Regions from separate parts of the Xenopus laevis genome. Here region 2 is linked to region 1. Evidence: chromatin contacts called from public Hi-C data. All regions are on one chromosome and are shown on one strand. The core of a region is the stretch at or near the end of the contact, and the rest is flanking DNA. Distances in the headings are between cores, read along the strand shown. Region 1 holds the start of rbm45.L (RNA-binding protein 45). Region 2 overlaps osbpl6.L (oxysterol-binding protein-related protein 6).

Region 1 (3,517 bases), core at 546-3,045:
ACTACCCATGGAACTACAAAACCTTGAGGTGTCAATAAATCCAAATTGACCCAGTTGCCTTTAACTTTAGCATCCAGTCTACTATGATTCACATTATTATTCAAATAGAATAAGCTAACTGTAATAGCTAAACGATGAGTGTTTACACTTGTATCGGAGTTAAAATATAGAGCAATGCAAGTAGGCTTGAAGAAGCAGTTAGTATGACTGGCTTAAGTGCCCATGTAATTGCAGTACCTCGCTCCCTCTTCCTAATCAGGCCTAATATTCCAGAATCCTCCAGCCAACACCCATACACATTATCCAAACGAGAATACTGACCATAAGAAAACACAGTGGCAGCAGCAGTGTGGTCATGCTGTATCAATGCTTCTTGCCTTGCGCTGCTGTGGTAGTCGTTCTCTGTGACACCTCCACCACTTCCACCTTTGTTCTTAGGCTCAGCCAAAATTGCCTTAAAGCCTACAAAAACACACACTATTAGGGATAGAATTTACCATCAGGAGTATATTTTGGCTACAAAAACAGTGCTCCTTTCTAAGCAAATGCCTAAAAGAATTCTAGCACATTTAATGTGCTAAAATAAATTGAAGACAGAAGGTTGCATGATGTTTTTTTTAACAGCGTTCTCATTCTGAAGCTTAGGGAAACATGGCATTTCTTTAATAATTAAATATATAAAGTAGCACTTACTTCTGTCACAGTTTTCGATAGCCAAAGCAGCCTGAGAGGGCTTCAGGAATCTCACATATGCCAAACCCTTACTTTCACCGGTACTCTTATTTTTAATAATTAAGCAATACTCGATGTGTCCATATTCCTACAGATCAATTGAAAACAGTATTAAGTCCTCAGCACACTGTCATTAGTAACATACATTTATACGGATAATGAGGAGAGCACCAAACAGACTAGCTTAACTGGTTGTTAAAGGTAGATTTGTTCTATAAAGTGTCGGTAGTCTATTCAGCAGAAACACAGTGAGAATGAATGATTATATACCTTAAATTTTTGCTTTACATCTTCTTCCGTGTATGACTTTGGAATCATTACAAAAATTCTTGTTAGCTCTTCATCTTCAACATCTCTGTGATTTGAAGAACCTCTTGACTGTGCAATGAACACCTAAACAAGGATTTGGCCTCTGAATTACTACAGTGCACATAATCTATAGCAGATGCTATGTGAATCAGTAATAAGGGTTTAGTCAAAATCTGACTTTGAGCTGAGCTAAGCGGTGCTTATCCCAGTTTAGCTGTAGCACATATAAGCCCCTGACACCGCACCAGGTGCACACACTCTGTATAGTCTATATAAGAAGCCTGTATAGCAAGGACCTAGAAAACCCCACCTTTGCCTCTGCAGCGCTTACCTTTATGGGTTTGGTGCTCTCACTAAGGCACCGGCCGTGCATCTCTTCCATTGCCCTACAAGCCTGCGAAGACTTGGAGTACTTGACAAACGCGATCCCTTTAGACTCCTTTGTCTGCTTGTCTTTGACCACCCAAATGTCCTGGATTTCGCCGAAATCGGAGAACCTTTCCCTGATCAAGTCCTCTGTCGCATATTTGCTGACCACCAAGAATACCCTGCTGTTCGGGGGGTCGTCCAAATTGCCCACCGAGGGGCGGAATCCGCTGCTGTCTTCCATGACTGACCAAATAGCGATAACAAGAGAAGTGTTTGCGCTCCAATTGGAATACGAGTGTTTACTTACACAGCTTCCGGCAACGCCACAAGCCCAGCGATACTCAGAATGTCCATTGGCTGTTCCTTATTAGCGCCCCCTGCAGGCGGAGGAGCATCGTGCTACGCCATATCCGGATAGAGTACGTTAATTCTAATAGTAACAAAATATGACGTATGACGTTTATTTGCTCATGTGTTAATGCATCGCCTGTTGTATTCATGGATGTATCCACTGATCTGCCACACATCCCATAGCCTGTATTATTTATAGCAACAGCACACATCTCTCTCTTACTCGCTTGCTGCTAGTGTCCGTTCTTTTTATGGGAAATAGCTAAAATGGAATACTTTTACTCGTCTGAGGGCGCATTTGCTATAATCCTCCATTTTGGGCCCATTAATTAGATGTATAGGGTGAGCTGAGTAGGCTAGAGGGTGACACAGGGATTATAGGCTTTGTTGACCCCAGCAATTAGTTATCTCGTGCTATGGTTACTGTTGTGACATTAAAGGGGGTAGTTCCCCTTTAAGTCACCACTTCATATGTTATAGAATGGCTAGCAACTTTTCAATTGGTCTTCATTTTTTTTTTGCATTATTTGCCTTGTGAGCCTTTCAAGCTTTCAAATGGTGGTGGTGGGGGGTCATTAACCCCATCTAAAAACACATTTTCCATAAGGCTACACATTTACTAATATTGCTACTTTTTATTACTTATCTTTCTATTCAGGCCTCTCCTATTCATTTTCCTTTCGCTTACTAAAATCAGTGTATGGTTGCTAGGGTAATTTGGACCCTAGTAACCAGATTGCTAAAATTGCAAATTGGAGAGCTGCTGAATAAAAACGAAATAACTCCAAAATGGGAATGCACCGAATGCACTATTTTGGATTCAGCCAAACCCCCTGAATCCTTTGCAAAAGATTCGGCTGAATCCGAACCCTAATTTGCATATGCAAATTATGGGGTGGGAAGGTGAAAACATTTGTATTGAACAACCAATTCTAAGCAACTTTTCAATTGATTGTCATTATTTATTTTCTATAGTTTTATAGTTATTTGCCTTTTTCTTCTGACTCTTTGCAGCTTTCAAATGGGCGTCACTGACCCCTTCTAAAAACAAATGCTCTGTAAGGCTTCAAATGTATTGTCATTGTTACTTTTTATTACTGCTCCTTCTATTCAGACCTCTCCTGTTCATATTCCAGTCTCTTATTCAAATCATTGCATGGTTACTAGGGTAATTTGGACCCTAGTTACCAGATTGGTTAAGATGCAAATAAAAAGCTTAATAACTCAAAAACTTAATAACTCAAAAACCTTCAGTACTAAAAAATGAAACCAATTGCAAATTGTCTCAGAATATCATTCTGAGTATCATATTATAATCATGAGATGATGCCTCGTCATCACCTTATGAACTTTTTTTCTGAATACTTTCTTTTGTCTATATGCAATCATCATGTACTATTTAGTCATGACTATTCAGTTTCAGTCCCAAAGGTGTTTTACAAGAATATATTTAAAATATCATGTTTTAGTATAGGTCAGTAATTCCCAAATTGTAGCTCCTGTAAAGGAGCCCAGAGCAATGTTTGTACCTGGATGCCAGTTTAGAGAGAACATTTAATGCTTCCTACCATAAAGATAGAAGAATTGCTGCAAGTAGGGTAGGGTGCAGGCACAGGGAGAGGAATTCGGCACTGTGTTGAGGCTGATTCTCGACCTGCATTTATCTGACGGCTGAGAATTAGCACAGCAGTGTCTACTGGGCTGGTAGGACACCAGGAAAAAACCCGGTCGGCCCCGGCTTTCATGGACAGGGAAA
Region 2 (3,393 bases), core at 104-2,603, 160 kb before region 1:
GCCCAAAATCTAGTGGATAACATTCAAAGAAGAGTTTAGCAGCAAAGAGAGGATCAAAGTCATATTAATAACCTTGGTACCCTTGAGATTTGGCAGGTGTCCACGCAGTTGTGGAACTACTGGGGTTGTGACTGCACCAGGGCCAGGTTCGCGAAGGAATCCGAAGTAAAAATTGCTTCTGGAGGGGCTGCGGGGGTTTTTTGTGTTACCGTGTCCACATACTTTTGGCCATATAGTTTACACAGTGGCATTCTCACTCACAGAGAAAAAGGAAGAGCTTCTGGGGGAATTTTTCTGCCTATTTATAAATGTGTTACTTTTGCCATTTTTGTAACATAGAGGGCTCATGTCTAAAGCCCTGCATTACTCCTTATGTAACAATTAACATTACAGAAAGTTAGTTGCACTGCTTATAAAAGTGTATTTTATGCCACCCAGAGGCCAAAAGTCACACCATTATTTTACACCACCTCATTTAACTTACACAATGCGAATGGGCAAGTTCAGGTGAAGAGGACATTTTGGCAATGGAAGAAGAAGCTGTGTAATAAGTGGTGATGATTGACATTCCTATTCTGCTAGTCATTTGCAAGACTTCATTACACTGCTTTATGAATACGGTGGATTTCATGCTGTGGTGCCTAGTATTAATGACTGTTTATAAACTGCTTCATAATTAGGCCCCTATGATTGGAGGGGGGGACATGAAACTGCAAATAGTGGCCCTTTGCGCAATAGCACCGCACAAAACTACTAGTAAACTAACAGCAAATAAACAGTTCAATGTAAAAACAAACATGAATGTAATATAAGAATACAAGCTAGCATGACCTATTATAAAGACTTGAGTAGGGTGTTATGTCAAGTGGAACTGATGTCTTGGCTGGAGGAGAACTGGTAGAACCAGCAGTGCAGAAATGGGCAAACACTGCTTGTAGAAGCAATGACATTAACTTTAAATTTATTTTAAATTAACGCATAGTGGAAAATTCATTCTATTTATGTTTTCTTTCATTATGCTCAAAAACAGGCATATTCTTCTTCAGGCTTAGCATGGAAAGTATTGATATTCTGTGATGGACAGAGCATTTCTACCCTCTAAGGAAAGTTTCAATATGGAGGTGCAAGTGCAAGAGCACTAAAGGGCTTGTGCTTATTTGGGAAGCACTCGTCCCCTGTTCTGCTGCTCTCTGCACTGAGCGACGGATGAAACAATGTCTTTACCTGGCCGACATGCCTCCCCCAATGACCTTTACTAATACCGTTCTGAATAACACAGTCACAGCTGTATTAGTGAAGGGAGATGCAGGTCTGTGTGATCCAAAACAGAGCACAGAGGCCCTGTGGCTAGTAGCACATAGTTCTAAAAAATGGCTGATTGCTGCTTTTTGTTGCACACCGCATGGGACATTGTAAATGAGCCCTAATATGTCTTTGGACAAGCCGACCAATCAGGGATTAATTAACCTCTGATTGCGATCCTGCTCTATGGAGAATACCCAATTGCATACATTTTATGCTTCATGACAAATCTGGCAACAGCTTCAGTTGGTTTGTGTGTAATTGTTTCTTGGGTCAGCAGTGCCACATACATTTTATGCAGTTGATACGATTAACAAAATAAATTTGTGTTCCCCACACATACATAAATGTATCTGCAATCAGAACGAGATATTACTGGGCCCCATGGCAAATTCTTTTTCAGGCCCCAAAAATGTCTAGGGGTTGACCCGTTTTATCAATATTTAAATGATATAAGAATTAAAGCCTAATGGGGCCCTATACCTCCTGGGGCCCCCTGCAGCTGCAGGGTCTGTAGTTCTGCCCCTGTCTGCAATTCATTTCGCTACTAAAAATGTTGCACCGTTTAAGAAATATCAGCTCAAGTGTCTCCTGCTTCCCCTGTGTGTCTTTAGAGTGGTTTATTACTATCTCCACTTCACTCCATGCCATATACAGTAGTTTAATCCAATGCCAATATGCTGCAGCCCTCATACACCAATAGCAAACTGTACTGTTTAGAGATTTTAGAATCAGTTTAATTTAAGGAAATGATCAATTTTTATTTATTTATTTATTCATTTATTAATGTAGCAGGCCATGCATTTTTGCACACAGTTTCTAATCTACCCAATTTATATCACATTATTCTGTCAACCATTGTATAGCGTCTGAGTGTTCAACAAAGGCTGTATAGTCCCTCGTTTGTTGTGTTTATGTTAATATATTTCCTAAATGGTAGAGAGCTAAGGATACGTCTGATAAAAGATGAATGCCAGTTTCTAATTCTTAGCACTAACATATTATGCAGTGATTAACACAGAAGATGTTTTCACTACCATCAGTCTCTGTTTAGTGAAACTTATTATATTTCCCTGCCACATGCACACCCTATGGTTGGTTTCATTAAAAGCCAATTAAAGCACCAGAATACTTTTGGACTATAGGGAGCGGGGAACTCGTGCAAACATTGGTAGAAAATACAGTCACCACATAAATAGTGCCCTGGTCAGAATAAAACCCAAGGCATTAAGGCAGTAATGCTCACCAATGTGCCACCTATTTTTATATACATATAGAAAAGGTCTTTCATAAACACACGTACACATATATTAAAGAATATGTTTTTAGAATTTTTGGGTTGAAGCCCTCCTTTTGGATACAGTATTTGGAGGGAGGACCCATTAGCCTATGTCAAGGTTAGGTCAGTAAATATGCATTTATCTTAAATTGTATTCCGATTGCCTTGTAGGCTGGGCCTGCTCTCTGCTCTGCTTTACCCCAGGGGTGGCAGCTACACATTATGGGAACCACTACATTATAGTGCTTGGGATATATACTAACATAACATGCCTATTTCTTATAAAATATGTCTAAAGCCAATTTAAAGCACCTACAAAATGCTGTGTAGACTAGAAGCAATCCACGTAGATTTTACTCTCTCTCTCTTCACTCTGTTAAGAATATCCCTTTCTTTTAACCCATTCATAGAAAAGTAATGGCTTTATTTTTCTATAAAAATGTTCATATCCTCTTAGTTTAACCCAGGGATCCCCAACATTTATACCCATGATATAAATGCAACATTCAATTGTAAAAAGAGTTGGGGAGCAACACAAGTATGAAAAAGTTCCTGGGGGGGGCCAAATAAAGTATATGGTTGGCAATTCAGTTGGTCTACATGAATTCACAGCACTCAGGGGGCTCTGTATAACCATAAACCTGATTTTTATGCAACCAAAACTTGCCTCCAAACCAGGAATTCAAAAATAAGCACCTGCTTTGAGGCCGCTGGGAGCAACATCCAAGAGGCTGGTGAGGAACATGTTGCTCAAGAACCACTGGTTGAGGATCACTGGTTTAATCTATGAGGCATTCAGCAGAACTGTACTC

What was found. Hi-C and Micro-C count contacts between places; a contact is called where the count stands out from the background.
Region 2: a contact with region 1 is called in a Hi-C map of animal cap, with 5 times the contacts expected there. The contact joins the enhancer-like site here to the promoter of rbm45.L in region 1. A contact is called at or near these places in 2 of 4 Hi-C or Micro-C datasets (the XTC cell line and animal cap).

What each region holds. Positions count from the first base shown.
Region 1 is chr9_10L:79,183,823-79,187,339 of Xenopus_laevis_v10.1, reverse strand. rbm45.L (RNA-binding protein 45) reads right to left here and starts at 1,795. Exons shown (of 10, transcript XM_041575849.1): 1 at 1,373-1,795; 2 at 1,003-1,125; 3 at 694-820; 4 at 322-462. The coding sequence starts at 1,651.
Region 2 is chr9_10L:79,340,176-79,343,568 of Xenopus_laevis_v10.1, reverse strand. It overlaps osbpl6.L (oxysterol-binding protein-related protein 6), which reads right to left. Exons shown (of 23, transcript XM_018235945.2): 23 at 2,058-3,393. Among protein-coding and RNA genes, the nearest start is that of prkra.L, 22 kb to the left of the region's middle. Within about 2 kb of position 1,353, at least 2 of the 7 cell types and tissues checked have an H3K27ac peak or open chromatin away from gene starts, as enhancers often do. A contact at or near this core is called in animal cap, where this site is marked.